2 separate regions of the Mus musculus genome follow, and region 1 is linked to region 2. A link is a contact called in public Hi-C data. All regions are on one chromosome and are shown on one strand. The core of a region is the stretch at or near the end of the contact, and the rest is flanking DNA. Distances in the headings are between cores, read along the strand shown.

Evidence for each region. Hi-C and Micro-C count contacts between places; a contact is called where the count stands out from the background.
Region 1: a contact with region 2 is called in a Hi-C map of the N1E-115 cell line, with 8 times the contacts expected there. The contact joins two enhancer-like sites. A contact is called at or near these places in 1 of 484 Hi-C or Micro-C datasets (the N1E-115 cell line) and 1 of 115 datasets of contacts at active chromatin or transcription factors (astrocytes).

The regions. Positions count from the first base shown.
Region 1 is chr8:51,199,737-51,203,906 of GRCm38.p6, forward strand. No RefSeq gene overlaps it. Among named protein-coding and RNA genes, the nearest start is that of 1700019L22Rik, 280 kb to the left of the region's middle. Within about 2 kb of position 2,850, at least 1 of the 459 cell types and tissues checked has an H3K27ac peak or open chromatin away from gene starts, as enhancers often do. A contact at or near this core is called in the N1E-115 cell line, where this site is marked.
Region 2 is chr8:50,298,847-50,302,930 of GRCm38.p6, forward strand. The region is part of intron 5 of 1700019L22Rik (a long non-coding RNA gene); the gene reads right to left. Among named protein-coding and RNA genes, the nearest start is that of Gm2516, 67 kb to the right of the region's middle. Within about 2 kb of position 1,500, at least 5 of the 459 cell types and tissues checked have an H3K27ac peak or open chromatin away from gene starts, as enhancers often do. A contact at or near this core is called in the N1E-115 cell line, where this site is marked.

The DNA.
Region 1 (4,170 bases), core at 1,600-4,099, 900 kb after region 2:
AGTATCAGAACACTGAAGTGAGCTGAGAGCTTTTTTTCCAGGAGCAAAACCAACAATTATGTTTCAAAATTGTAAAAAACCTTTAGAGATCATTGGAGAATAACCGTTTGTTTTACAAATGGAAAATTTAGACAGAAGGGCATACAATTTACTCCTAGGCATGGTAAAGAAATAGTAAAGAATAGAACCCGAAAGTTCTTATTTTTTCCACTGTAAACTGTTTTACTTACCATATATTGAGAAATGGTTTCTGGTTCTAGACATGTCTCTATGTATTTAACAACTTGCCGTTTTGATAAGACAACTGGTAGTAAACAGATGAACAAGCGAACACGTTTTACTGATTACCTTTAGCATCATGATGCTGATCACTGACAATGGGTTTTGTTATAAAACTGTTTCACACTAAATGAATAATTATGTTTAGTTGTAATATATTTCATGTAACTCAAACATGACCTATCTTTGTCTGAGGGGGGTGTTTCAGATAAGTGTAGCTCTCAGAGTCTCATATATTGCTTTCTTGGTACCTAGTTTGTGGAAACATTGAAGATATTTATAAGAGGTATAGCTTTATTGTAGATGTGTCACTGAAGGTCTACTTAAAGGTTTCAAATTACTCAAGCCATGCCTAGATTCTTGCTCTTCCTTAGGTTTCTTCCTCCTTAGGTTAGATATTAGATGCTGCCCGCCCCACCCCTGGCCATGCCAGCCTACCTGCTTCCAGGAAACCTGTTGTGCCATTCATGGGCTCTAAGCTTTTGAAATTGTAAAGCCTAAATAAACTTTTAAAAAATGTATTGCCTTGTTTATAATGTCTTATCACAGGAATAGAAAATTAACTAACTTAGTATAAAATTGTTAGACAGACAGTATTAAATAGTTGAGGTGTATGTGTGATCAGAAATAGTGCATTTTACATATAACAGTATTACATCAGCCACTACATTATTTTCATGTTGCTATATCAAAATCTGTGTTTTTATGGAATAGTATACTGAGGGTGTTATTTCTGTTTTTTGTTTTCAAGGTTGTGGTCCAGGGACAATGACCTATCATTTTAGGTCCCTCTCAAAAGTGGTACCTCCTAACAGGAATGTACAACAGAACAAATTGCCACCCACCATGAGCCCAAAAAGCAAAGCATGTGAAAAAAGGCTGAGGTCACCAAATTACTTTTTGCAATGGTACCATTGTGCTAGAGACATCATATAACAGGAGCAACACTCAGTAACCCACATTTAAGTCACAGACTGGAAGGAGAATTTCTCGGAACTGTAGATAATATTCCTTCTTCAGCCTAAAATAAAATTATAGCTAAAGTTACCATTTGATCAAAACTCTTTATAATTATTATATAAAAACAGAGAGTTGTTGCCTTTTATAGTCACCTTTTTTTTGTTTGTTTAACTACAAAAATTCATAGAGCTCATTGTGTGTTTGAGTAACTCTAAAAGGGATTGCTCTTTGTATGGGTGTAGTGAGTAAGTAAAATTTCTCTTTTACCATTAAGTGATAACATTATTCAGTCCTGTGAGTGCAAGACAGAAGACATGAAGAAAGTCAGAATCAGTTTCTATTCTCTGAGATAGAGCATTATCTTTTCTCACTGTTTTTATTAGTGTTCCTCATTTGGGGGATTTCAGGTGTGAAGGGGATGTTCACACAGTTAGAATCTTGGCATATCCCTCATTTAGACAAAAGAACACTGTATCTCATTTACTATGTAATCAATTCATTCAATATGTCACAATGAATTTTCTAGCACCTATTCATCCACATCTATCTGTCTGTCTGTCTGTCTGTCTATCTATCTATCTATCTATCTGCATAACTATAATCAGTCTATTTATCTGGTCTATTCTATTGACTCTGCTTCTTTGGAAAACACTGAATAATACATCAACATCTATACTGTTGCACAGGGTCAACTTTCCAGTGGTTCTGAACATGTGCTCCTGAGATTCATAGCTTGAACATCATCTGCGAGCTTAACAGAAATGTTAATTTTGAGGCTTCCACCCAGGCCTGTTGAAAAACAATCTGTCTTAACAAGTCCTTCAGGTGATTCTAATGAACTATAATTTTTTACAACCATTGTTTTACATGTATTGTATAATTATGGTGATTCTACATAATTATGTATGAAGGAATATCCCTACAGAAAAAACAATATTACACCACATTGTCTTGACTTTCCAAAAAATGTATTGACCTTTTCTTTGTTACTTTAATTTTGTAAATCAATATTTTAAAAATAGCAAATTAAAAATGTCATTAGATTTGTCATAAACAGAAAATTTGTCTTTCAATTTCTTATTTTAAATGTTAGACTAAGTTAAAATAGTTTCCTAATCTTAATTGAATTTATACAGGCATATTCATTATAGATGAATTTAATAGGCATATATAAATTATATATAGAGGAAATAGTCCATGAACATATATGATTTATAAACTATATTATTAGTATTTCTATGAGCAATTGAACTTTATATTGTAAAAAAGTTTCTGTGTATATATTTTGATTATTTTATTTGTGTATATATTTTGATTATTTTATTTCCCTAAAGTGATTATCAGTTATTCAGTAAATAACATTTTTAAATATGCAAACAATATTTCATAATGACTCTAGCCAATAATCTTTCTTATAACTTCTACAATCTTTAAAACATTAATTCAAATTTTCAAAGAATGTTGCTTCTTGTAGTATAAATGGGATATTTTGCCATATGTTTCATCACATACATTACAGTGACTCATTCATCCTTTGATGGGAAATTTATATTTTCTTCTTTAGTGAAGAATGATGGAGGACCTTAAACATAAATATCATTTAAAAAACACTTGACAAACTATGTTTCAAAAGCTATTGATAAAACTATGTGCTCATTAATGCAGTCACCACTCTCATGGTTGCCACAAAACAAACCAGCTAGTTTTTTACTGGCTGAAATTAAAAGATTCTGGTGAATGATTTATGTTACAAGCCTTACAGTGTTAATCAAACACAATGAGTTTGCGCTTTAGAATTAAGAAATTAGCATTTGATGCTGAAGGGGCTTTTGATTTCTCTGTGGTCATGGATCTGGAAAACAGCCAAGATGGCCAAGAAAACTTTTTGAGTATAGCCTAGGCTATGGAAGAGTAACAATAAGGATTTTTTTATTAGATATTTTCTTTATTTACATTTCAAATGTTATCCCCTTTCCTAGTTTCTCCTCCGAAAATCCCCTATCCTCTCTCCCCTCCCCCTGCTCCCCAACCCACCCACTCCCACTTCCTGGCCCAAGAATTCACCTATACTGGGGCATAGAGCCTTCGCAGGAAGAAAGGCCTCTCCTCCCACTGATGACTGACTAGGCCATCCTCTGCTATATATGCAGCTAGAGCCATGAGTCCCACCATGTGTTTTCTTTGATTGGTGGTTTAGTCCCAGGGAGCTCTGGGGGTGTTGGTTAGTTCATATTAGTGTTCCTCCTAGGTGGCTGCAAACCCCTTCAGCTCCTTGGGAACTTTCTCTAGCTCCTTTATTGGGGACCCTGTGCTCCTTCTAATGGATGACTGTGAGCATCCACTTCTGTATTTGTCAGGCACTGGCAGAGCCTCTCAGGAGACAGCTATATCAGGCTCCTGTCAGCAGGCTCTGGTTGGCATCCACAACAGTGTCTGGGTTTGGTGGTTGTTTTGGGGATGACTCCCCAGGTGGGGCAGTCTCTGGATGGTCCTTCCTTCAGTCTGTGCCCTGAACTTTGTCTATTTTTAAAAATGCAAGCTGGATATCTTTTTAAAATATCCACTATAGCTATTTTGCACTTTAAATCAAAAGGCAGAACAGGATTAAAATGTGAATAAGATGGTTTGCATTTAATGAGGGAAAGACAATTTGTACTGACAAGTTACTCTGTTACATCAACCTTGGTTTCTTTAATATGTAAGTGACTACTTAAAACATTTTGAGTCTTTCCCACTTTCACCTTCTGTGTTTTCCTTCTTACAGGTTTCAGATCTGTTATATACGCACTATGCATGAAAATAGTTTCTGTGCATTTATTTGGCTAGAATGAGCCTATGTGAAATAATATTTCTATTAACAATAATTTTACTTCTATTTAGTATAAAATGTTTTAGTCATTATATTGGCCTGATTACAAAGAATGATTGATG
Region 2 (4,084 bases), core at 250-2,749:
TGGCTCACTATTTAACCATTCCGGAGGTGATAGAGAAGGCTGTCTTATAAAATACTCAGTGAGGAAATGCTTCCTAACCATGACAATACCAAAGTGCAATGACACCAGACCTCTGGGTGCAGGATCAGCGTTCAAATACACAGTACCCGAAAGTATCCCCCCGGTAGTGATGAAATGAGAGTGAACTGAAAAGAACAAATTTTCTGGCCATTCCATTCTTTTGAATATGAAGGAAGCTGTATCCTTTTCATCATTTGCTGCTGAGAGTAGACAAGTGCAAATACAGGATTCTAATACTGGTACAGAATTTAAGCAATTGCATGCTAATACTTGTATTTCTAACCTTGTATTTCTAATGTTAGGTAAATTATATATATATATAATATATATATATATGTGTGTGTGTGTATATATGTGTGTGTGTATAATATTTTACATATATTATATATATGTAATATATACGTATCTATATATGTCTCTCTCTCTCTATATATATATATATATATATAACTAGGTAAATATTAGGAGTAAATAACAGGCAATGGTCCTTTGTGAGTTTCCCTATTTTTTAACCTCCACTGTAGAAGAGGGTAAGTATCAACTACCACACAATCTTTGTGCGAGAGAGGTGATAAAATAAGGCCTTTTTTAATAGTAGAAATATGTATAAAATTTAAGTCCCATAGGTCCTACAACTGATACAGAGCCCAAAAGAAGGAGATGTCTTGATTTACAGAAGGCTGCATTTTTCATTTCCACCAGAGTGAGTCACCTTCAGATGGGGCGGGTGTCAAAGACACATAGCAGAATCAGGAGAGAATGGAATGGTACAAGCATCTGGGTCTCAGTCTATGGGAAGTCAGGATGTCTGGAACTAGGCAGCAATTATTCATGTCTTGAACAGATCTCCTGCTCCCTTGCAAACACATCTGCATGCTCTATCAGATCATCCAAGTTCTTCAGTTGATGACTGAAGGTAACCTTCAAAACAATTGTCTCCTATTCCAGGCCAGCACGGGATACATAGCAAGACTTTGTCTCAAGATAGAAATAAAATACAACTAATCGCAAAATCTCCAGTTGATTCGGGAAAGCTTTTCTATGTATTAAATCACTAAAGAACTTATTTTCTGAGAAATCACCAGATAGATCCATTCTGGATGGGATCTCATTAAGTTCTTTCATCTAAAGAGTCCTGAGAAGATCACCATGACAGAAGAATGCTAGATTTGTGTAGAAATATGAACAATTTCCCTAGGGAAGATTTCTTCTCATCTGGACACATCAGAAGCCACAGTCAGGCCTGTGGGTCTGCATTCACTCACACTGGAGTCTGGGCTGTATCTATGTTCTTTCCTGAAACTCATCCAATTAATTTATATATCTTTGTTAATCGTACTAATTTGATATCTCAGGATTCCAGCTATTTAGAGCAATGCCAACTTCCAAAGCCCTTCGGTAATGAGAATCATGCGCAGCAATGGTTTTATTTCGGCATCCTAACCAATTGTCCTGAATTGTCTCTAATCTAATCTTTACAGTCAGAAGGATTTATTTAAAACACAAATCTTCTTAGTCCCTTTTTTACTCCCTGAGATCTCCTCCTTTGTTCCCTTGGGAAAAAAAAATCCAAAGCCTTTATCTGTTCTGTTCGACTTTGTCTGATCTGGCTCGTGCTTATCTGCCTAGCAACGTCTAAGCCAATTTTCTGCCCCTGTTTCAGCATTTCAAGCACATTGGGCTTATTTTTATTTCCTGAAATGTCTCGAACACTTTGCCACCTCACAGTGTTAGCTCTTGCTGCTCCATCTCATTTCCTTTCCTAAAACACTGAGTGCTTTGAAATCACTCTCCTAGGGAACTTAGACATCATTTGCCCTGGAGAAGAGAAATCTTCCTTGATCGTAACTACTGTACCAGTTATTCCAATCATATAGAAAAAAAATCACATTATATATACTTTTTCTCATTGCCTTTAGAATGCTTGGCATTGTTCAAATCCATGTTTTGTCTTTACTTGTAGAGTTCTTTGGAGAAGAGCCCATATCTGTGTTGTTAACTGTGAGCATTTACATTAGCATATTTCCTTGGCCAGAAAAGTTGCTAAGAAATAATTTATACGTGAACAAAAATATATTATTATATTTAGCTACACCATCATGAAAGCAAAGCCCTCTAAAGTCCTATTGGCATTTGTTAACTTCTTTATCAAGGGGAAGAAACCACTAAAACACAAGTAGTGGAGTCTTTTCTACCGAATTTGTGAATTATTTTACATAAATAATTAAGAAATTGGAAATAGCCAGGCGTTGGTTATACATATCCCAGTAATCAGGAGGCAGTGGCCGGGAGACCTCTGAGTTGGATGCTAGCAGAGAAACCCAGTCCGGGACAAAACAAAACACAAAAATAAACAAACATACAAACAAATAAATGAAATATTTGGGAGGATATTGTATTAGAAAACTTGACAGGTGGTCATAAGTAACAGGAAAGACTTGGCGTATCATAGAGTTCATGGTTCTCATGTCATAGCTCTATAGCATGTCTGTCACCTCCACAATGACGGTGCCCCAGCAAAAGCTAATTTCTATTCTTTGTGTGAGAGGTTACATAGAGTCAGGGGAGAATGAAAGAACTATGCTGCCCATTTTACTGACATTGAAGTCTCACTCAGTGGGTGAGCAATGACTTATTTCTTCACTGAACCCTACAGAAGATATATACTTTCTTTTTAAAAAAGGTAAATAGGTTTTTTTCTTCTTCATTAGAGTACCACCATGATAAGATGAGTGCAATACTTGCTTTGGACATAGGAATGGCTCCTTGTATCCTGTATCTCAGATACTTCCCCCCTCTATCCTGTTCCATGATGGCTGAAAGCTTTAAGGATGAGATTACATAGCACAATTTTACTAGAGGAGAATTGCTACCTCCCAAGGAAAAAAATCCAGAATAGGATCCAAAGTGCCGTTCCCAAAAGGAGGTTCACTACTAGGCCCAAGGCAAGATACAATCTGCCTGAAGTACTCAGTACTGAGTTAATAATCTGAGGATACACAGCTGGTGGGAGGCCCCCTTGAAATGTTTAAATGCATTTGAAATTCCATAAACATTTAGTGAAAGATCAAAGCTTGCATACATATCTTCACTTGTAATTGCAAAAAATGTGGACATTTAATACATGTTCTATGACAAATGTTACCAGTGGACCAACAAATTCCCCTTCTATGATCTAACCAATGGACAGAAGCCGCTGACCTCCGTTGTTGAATTAAGGAAGGCTGAAAGCAGCTGAGGAGAAGGGCTACCCTGTAGGAAGGGCCAGCAGTCTTAATTTAACTGGACCCCTGAGACCTCTTAAACACTGGACCACCAAACAGACAGCATACACCAGCTGATATGAGGCCCCCAGCACACATACAGTAGAGGACTTCCAGGTCTGTGTCCATTCAGAGATGATGCACCTAACCCTCAAGAGACTGCAGGCCCCAGGGAGTTTAGAGGTCAGGTGGGGTGGGAGTTGGGGGCATCCATGTGGAGATGGGGTAGGGTGCAGAGGAGGTGTGGGACGTGGAACAGTTGGAGGCTGGATGATGGGGCGGGAATGGAATATGGAGGGTAAAAAATAGAAATAAAAATAAAACAAAATAAAATAAAAGGTCTATATATATCCATATATATATGGCGATTAGATATAGATGTAGATATAGATAGATATATAGATATAGATACAGATGAGATATAGATATAGAGGTAGAGATGAGATAGAGACAGAGACAGAGACAGAGATGAGATAGAGACAGAGACAGAGACAGAGACAGAGACAGAGACAGAGACAGAGACAGAGACAGAGACAGAGATCCTTTCCATGTTTTGTTTTCCTTAAACTGCAGTGTATTCATTTTCAGTCTTATTTAGCTTAGAGGAACTAAATGTACACATTGTGATGCTTTTTCTGAGCCTTTCCTCTCTCAAAAATACATGATTTCATCTTTTTCATCCTTTTTAAAGAAAATATTCTTTTAGTTAAACTATTAACATATTTTTTTTTCTGCCATAGTAATTCCAGCAACAACTCTAA